2 separate regions of the Anas platyrhynchos genome follow, and region 1 is linked to region 2. Evidence: chromatin contacts called from public Hi-C data. All regions are on one chromosome and are shown on one strand. The core of a region is the stretch at or near the end of the contact, and the rest is flanking DNA. Distances in the headings are between cores, read along the strand shown. Region 1 holds the start of THOC7 (THO complex subunit 7). Region 2 holds the start of PRICKLE2 (prickle planar cell polarity protein 2).

Evidence for each region. Hi-C and Micro-C count contacts between places; a contact is called where the count stands out from the background.
Region 1: a contact with region 2 is called in a Hi-C map of F5 follicle, with 2.8 times the contacts expected there. The contact joins the promoter of THOC7 here to the promoter of PRICKLE2 in region 2. A contact is called at or near these places in 2 of 8 Hi-C or Micro-C datasets (F5 follicle and subcutaneous adipose tissue).

What each region holds. Positions count from the first base shown.
Region 1 is chr13:7,408,533-7,411,387 of IASCAAS_PekinDuck_T2T, forward strand. THOC7 (THO complex subunit 7) reads left to right here and starts at 1,371. Exons shown (of 8, transcript XM_027467760.3): 1 at 1,371-1,505; 2 at 1,753-1,870; 3 at 2,664-2,791. The coding sequence starts at 1,487. ATXN7 (ataxin 7) reads right to left here and starts at 1,400. Exons shown (of 15, transcript XM_038185728.2): 1 at 1,255-1,400.
Region 2 is chr13:7,199,151-7,202,166 of IASCAAS_PekinDuck_T2T, forward strand. It overlaps PRICKLE2 (prickle planar cell polarity protein 2), which reads left to right and starts at 1,306. Exons shown (of 9, transcript XM_027467495.3): 1 at 1,306-1,458; 2 at 1,733-1,818. The coding sequence starts at 1,417.

The DNA.
Region 1 (2,855 bases), core at 121-2,620, 210 kb after region 2:
GAGGAGTTCACCTCGGCCTTCTCATCCTGTGCCAGAGTATGAGGGCTGTATCAGAGGGACTGATGTCTTCGGAAAAGCAAAGGGTTTTGTCAAATCAGGTGTATTAAATGGCAACAAATGAAGAAAAGAACTTTTTTTTTGTAGCACAAACACAGTTCACGTACGTACGGTCCATTCTTTGGACCAAACGTTGTATAACTGAATAGTCAGATTTTCACATAAAAGTATATCACTCACGATTCATATATAGAGTAATACACGTAGATGTCAAGAACAGAATTACTTATCTAGATTTTCTGTGTTGGAAATTGTTTATTCTCAAAAGTTCAGTTGGTGTTTCAATGACCCCTCACTGAAGCACTTTCCCAATAGCACCTTCCAAAGAACCTGATCAGTTACCACCGTTGAAGGCAAAGTAGTGGCTTGAAACCACCTAGCGATATGTAAATTTCTGTTAAATGCCTCTGTCCAGAACAAAAAAGAACCGGTAATCACTCACAGCTCTAAAAGCAGGAGAACAGATGACACTGCACGTGATTTTGTTCTTTTCTTACCTCCATTTTCTGCATGACCCTGGGGCTGTCAGTGCAAGGCCCTGCGCAGAACGAGCCCTCAGACCTGCAGGTTTGAGGCCAAAACCATCAGGGAGTACCAGGGTGGCAACCCTGGCTGTACCATTACTACAGTGGGACATATATTACGGTGATGTTGCCAACTTTAGCATGGCATAAGCATTCAAGTCAGTGGTCCAAAAAGCTGAAACTCAACGCTTGATACCGGTCACACTGTAGTATCTCCAGACACCCAAGCACCAGAAAAAAAGATTTCTGCATCCCTAGAACCAGATGGGCTTGGAGGTCCCTTCCACCCCAAGCCATCCCGTGACACCAGGCCGTCCTGCTCCAAGCCCTGCTGCCTGCCCTCCCGGTGTCACACCCCACAGGGACAACCCCAGGGCTCCAGCAGCCCCCACACCCCCCCAGGGGCACCTCCATGCCCACACCCCGCTGCAGCCACCCTCGAGGAACCCCGACCCCTAGGACCCCACAGCGGGGTCCACAGGACCCAGAGGACGAAGCCAGCGAGGTGAAAGCCTCAGGATGAAGTCTTGAGGGGCTCAGCGAGGCGTCGAGGCCAGGGCTCCATGTGCCGGGGGGCTCGGGGCTGGAGAGGTGGAGCCTGGCTCGGGGCGGGGGGGGGGGGGGGGGGTTGGAATCGGGGCCCTTTTTCTTCCCTCCCCCTTCATCCCCTCACCTGGCGGGGCCGCCCCTCGCCAGGGGGCCGCTCACGTCGCCCTCCGGCCCTCCCCAGCCGCCCGTCCTCCTCCGTCCCCTGTCCTCCTTCACCGGCGCTGCCACCACCACCACCGCCGCTCAGGCCCCGGCCGCCGCCGCCTCCCCCTCCATGGCGGCCGCTCCCGCCGGCTGCATTGTGGGAGCTGACCTCACTCCCTGCCGCCGCCCCGCCGCCTCCGCCGCTCGCCGCCATGGGGGCCGTGACCGACGGTGAGCCCTCCCTCCTGCCCTTTTCCCTTCATCGTGCCCCCCTCCGGCCCTAGCCGACCCCACAAACCCCCAGCCCCTTTCCCCAACCTCTCTCCCCCCCCCCCCTCCCGGCCGCCCTCCTCTGTCCGCGGCCTCCCCTCCCGCTGCTTCTCCTCCGCGGGTCCTCCCGGGTTAACCCGGCCCGGGACAGGCACTAAAAAAACAACAAAACCTTTTTATTTTTCTTTTTATTTTTTCTTTCCCTCAGATGAAGTTATCCGCAAACGGCTTCTAATCGATGGCGACGGGGCGGGTGACGACAGGCGGATCAATTTGTTGGTGAAGAGTTTCATTAAGTGGTGCAATTCCGGATCTCAGGAGGAAGGGTATTTGTTGTCTTTTTTTTTTTTGTTTTGGACTAATTAGTCTGCGTTTCGGTGGGAAATGGGGCTTGATCTGCTTTGAAAAAGCAAATCTGCCATGTTAAAATGTACGCATCTGCTGCTCTGCTTTGGCTCTGTGGTGTTTCCAGAACAAAGACGGGGTGTTAGGGTAGGAGATGAGGGCTGGAGATGGTTCAAAAATTACTCCACAACCCCCTCACGAAATCTAACAATGCTCTGAATGTCCTCAAGATTGCCTTGTTGCTTAATGATCCAGCAGTCACGATATCATAGCACTATCGTGACTTGAATAGTTTAGGTGGTGGTTGTGCAGTTGTTCCCCTAGGTAAGGGCAGTGCTGTTCCTGTGTCTGCTTCTGCTGGTCTTTATTTTTTAAAAATCAGACCAAAGCAGTGGGGGAAATAAGACAGTGTTCTGCTTTGGGGGCTGTTGTAAGAACAGATATAAATTCCAGGAGGACACCGGGTAAGGATAGCAGGTACAGTGAAGCACTGGAGTATTTAAATGTGAATCTTGGTGGTCACAGAGCGAACAATGCCTGGATCAGCCTGCGCAGTGCTTTAATACCAACTTTGAACCTTATAGAACATCATGATAGAATTACTTGATACAGTGTTTCTGACTGCACTTCCAAAAATTATACATTGAATCTTTGAAATATTTTGTTTAGTAATTACTGTTTAACTGTTTCTTACGTTACCTGAGGCTTTGTTTTCTTGTTATATAGACAGGTATTTTCATGCTGCTTAGGAATGAATATTTTGTCTGCTTTCAGTTACAGTCAGTACCAACGGATGCTGAGTACTTTATCACAGTGTGAATTTTCAATGGGAAAAACTCTTCTGGTATATGATATGAACCTGAGAGAAATGGAAAATTATGAAAAAATCTATAAGGATATAGGTAAAGATGAGAAAATACTATTTGTTTTTTTTTGTTGTTGTTGTTGTTGACTATTTCTCTTTCA
Region 2 (3,016 bases), core at 56-2,555:
AGCTGGGGATGTTTTCATCCGAGCTCAAAGCCCAGCCTGCAAGCAGTTGCCCACTCTGTGACAAAACGTGTGTGTATTTGAAGAGCTTGCTTCCATCCCTGAGAGTTTAGGACATATTCTTGCACCACCATATGAGCAGGAAACTGAGAGGGAAACTGAGAAGGAACATGATGAGAAAATTTGGCAGAAGGGAGCAACGAGGGGAAGCTGGAAGGCTTTGGAGGGGTAAAAATAGCAAGCACAGAACAGAACGAGGAGGGAATGTCAGTTTTTCCCACTGACATGCAGAAATCTTATGCAAAAGGAAACGTTTTCCATGATAAAATTCCCTGTTTTTTTTTTTTTTTTCATTTTTAAAAGGAAGCCCAACATTTATGGGAGGAAAGAGTGAAAATCACCCTGAAACTTTTTTTTTGCCAGAGACATTCAAAAGCCAATCATGCAGCTCCTGGCCTCATTTCAGTTTCCTAGCAAGGAAGATACCAGTGAAAAAATGACAAAAAATGAAAACTGCTTAAATGAAGAGTTATCAAAGCCTCACGACTTTACCCAGCTGTGCAGCAGCAAGGCAAGGGAACAAAGCGGCGGGGAAGGAGGGGAAGGAGATGACAGGATCTGCAAAAAGCCACAGCCACTGGGGTGAGGCTGCGAGATGTTAATGGTGAAGCTGGTCCTTCCCCGGCGAGGATGAGTGCCTTTTTTTTCCCCTCTCCCTCTGAGTGTTCCCGAGGCATCTCTGCTGCACGAAACCCGTCTGCTGCTCACGCTTCTCCTCTGCCCTACACCAGATTGCAGCCCCCAGGGGTACGGGCTGGGGGCTGGCCAGGGGGGATCCCTTTGGAGGGGGTTGTACAGATGACAAGAGCTGGTGCACGGGCTGCCCCCGGCCCCATAGCCCCCAGCCCCAGGAGCTCAGGGGGTGCAACAGGTGCCTTGTGTCCCACCTGGGATCTCAAGCAGCAAACGCATTTTACACGGCTGCATTCCTCCTGGTGCCTTTAGACTTAGCAAGGCGGGGACCAGGAGCCCAGCAGGAACCCGGGCTGTTCGCTCCCTGCTTAACCTAAACCAGGACCCCCCCCGCAGCCTGCTCAGAGCTGTAACTTCAGCATTTGCCCCCCCGGGCTCTGCAGGATCCCATCTCCCGCGGCTCTCCAACTATTTTTCCCCCCCGCCCCGTGCCGGCTGGGGGTCGTTCACTCTGGAGCGGAATGATGGCAGCGGGCGGGGCGGGCAGCCCGGGCGGGGCGGGGGGCGGCCGGGCCGGCCCGGGGCGGTGCCTGCGGGGCCGGGGGCGGAGAGGAAGGGGCGGGAGCGGCGGAGGCGGCGGAGGGACGGGGACGGAGCCGGGGAGCGACCGGGGGCTGCTCGGGGCGGCCGCTGCCGGGCGCTGGGGCTCGGCTCGGCGGCGTTGCCATGTTCGGCATCGGCTCCCGCAAGCGGCTCTCGGGCCGCTCGGTGAGTGCCCGGGGGGGTGGAGGTGCTGCTGGGGGGCTGGGGGGGTGTCCTCCTTCAGCCCCCCCCCCTCCCTCCAACCTGTGGCTCCATCCCGGTGCGCGTCCTGCCCCCGCCACCCTAAATGTCCCCTCTCTCTCTCTCTCTTTTTTTTTTTTTAATGGTTTTTCCCTCTTTTTCCTAAGCGTGCCCCCACCCCGCGGTGTCCCCGTCCATGTCCTGTTCCCCCCCCCCCATCCCGGCTCGGGGACCGGGCTGACCTCTGCGTTTCTTGCAGGTGACGGCGTCGGGGGAGCCGGAGCGGGGCCAGCCCTGCAACACCTGCGGGGATCAGTGTCCCGGCTTCGCCCTGCACAAGTGGAGGTAAGGCTCGGTGACACCCCACTGCCCGGCTCCCCTTGGAGGGGTGGCAGCCCCCCTTCGACCCCCAGCACCCAGGGGTGGGTGGGAACCCCCCCCTTTGATCCCCATCACCCATGGGAGTTCAGTGGGAGCTTGACCCACCGAGGGCTTGCAGCTAGCAGGGGGGTTTCATGGCTCCATGGAGGATTGCTTGGGGTGCAAATAGGGATTTTGGGGGTGTGCTTGTCTTGGTGTGAATGCCCCCTGCCCTGGTAGGTGGGTCTCCATCCCAGGTGGGTGCTTCCATCCCGCTGGAGCAGCCCACGGGTGTGCTGGTGTCTGTCATGGGTGCAGTGCCCCGTGCTGCGGTCACCAGTGCCCCCGTTAGCATCCCCGCGGACAGGGGCTCCTGCTGCTGGTTCTGGGTCCTGTGCAGGGGACAGCAGGGCTGAGATGGGTGGAGGACATTGTGGGGGGACCCTCGGGGGTTGCCCCAAAAGGCTTCATGAACCTCCTGCCTCTCCCCACACCCCCACGGTGGGTTTTTACCCCCCTTAAGCTATTGGAATGGATGGGACCCCCCCAGCCCCAGCAGGGTGTGGGCATGTGCATGAGAACGAACAGGTATTTCTATCTGTGTTGTGTGTCTTCATAAAGCTGGCACTGCTGGTACCTGTGAGGCACAAGGGTCCCTGGCCTCGTGCTGGAGCTGCCTCATCTCCCCCCATCGTGCTGTCTGGAGATGAATTCCTGCTCATGGGTGGTTTGGGATTTGGTGATATTAAATTTTCTGGACTGGGGGCTCCAGGTGCTGGAGCAGAATTAACAGAGAGCCCTTGGTGATCTTTTAGCCTTATTTCATAGGATATCCCCTTTTCTCCAGCATCTGCCGCACTTCTCCCGATGTGTGCCCTACTTCTCAGAGCTGCGTCTCTGCAGATTAAAACATGGGTCCAGAGCGAGGAGAGGGATGCTGGATTGATTTATCAGTGTTGAACCCCATCTAAAGCTTCAGCCTTGCAAATCAGCACTGCTGCCAGTGCAGGACAGGGTCCTTGGGCTGAGGTCCACCCTGGGGACACATGGCTGGTGCGGCAGCAAGGTGATGGATGAGCCTCACCACGGTCCCCAGCCGGGCCCTCTGCAGGTGCCAGCAGCTCCTCCGATGTCCCACGTCCCACCTCAGATCTTCAGAAGGTGAAAGTGTCACAGCCACGGG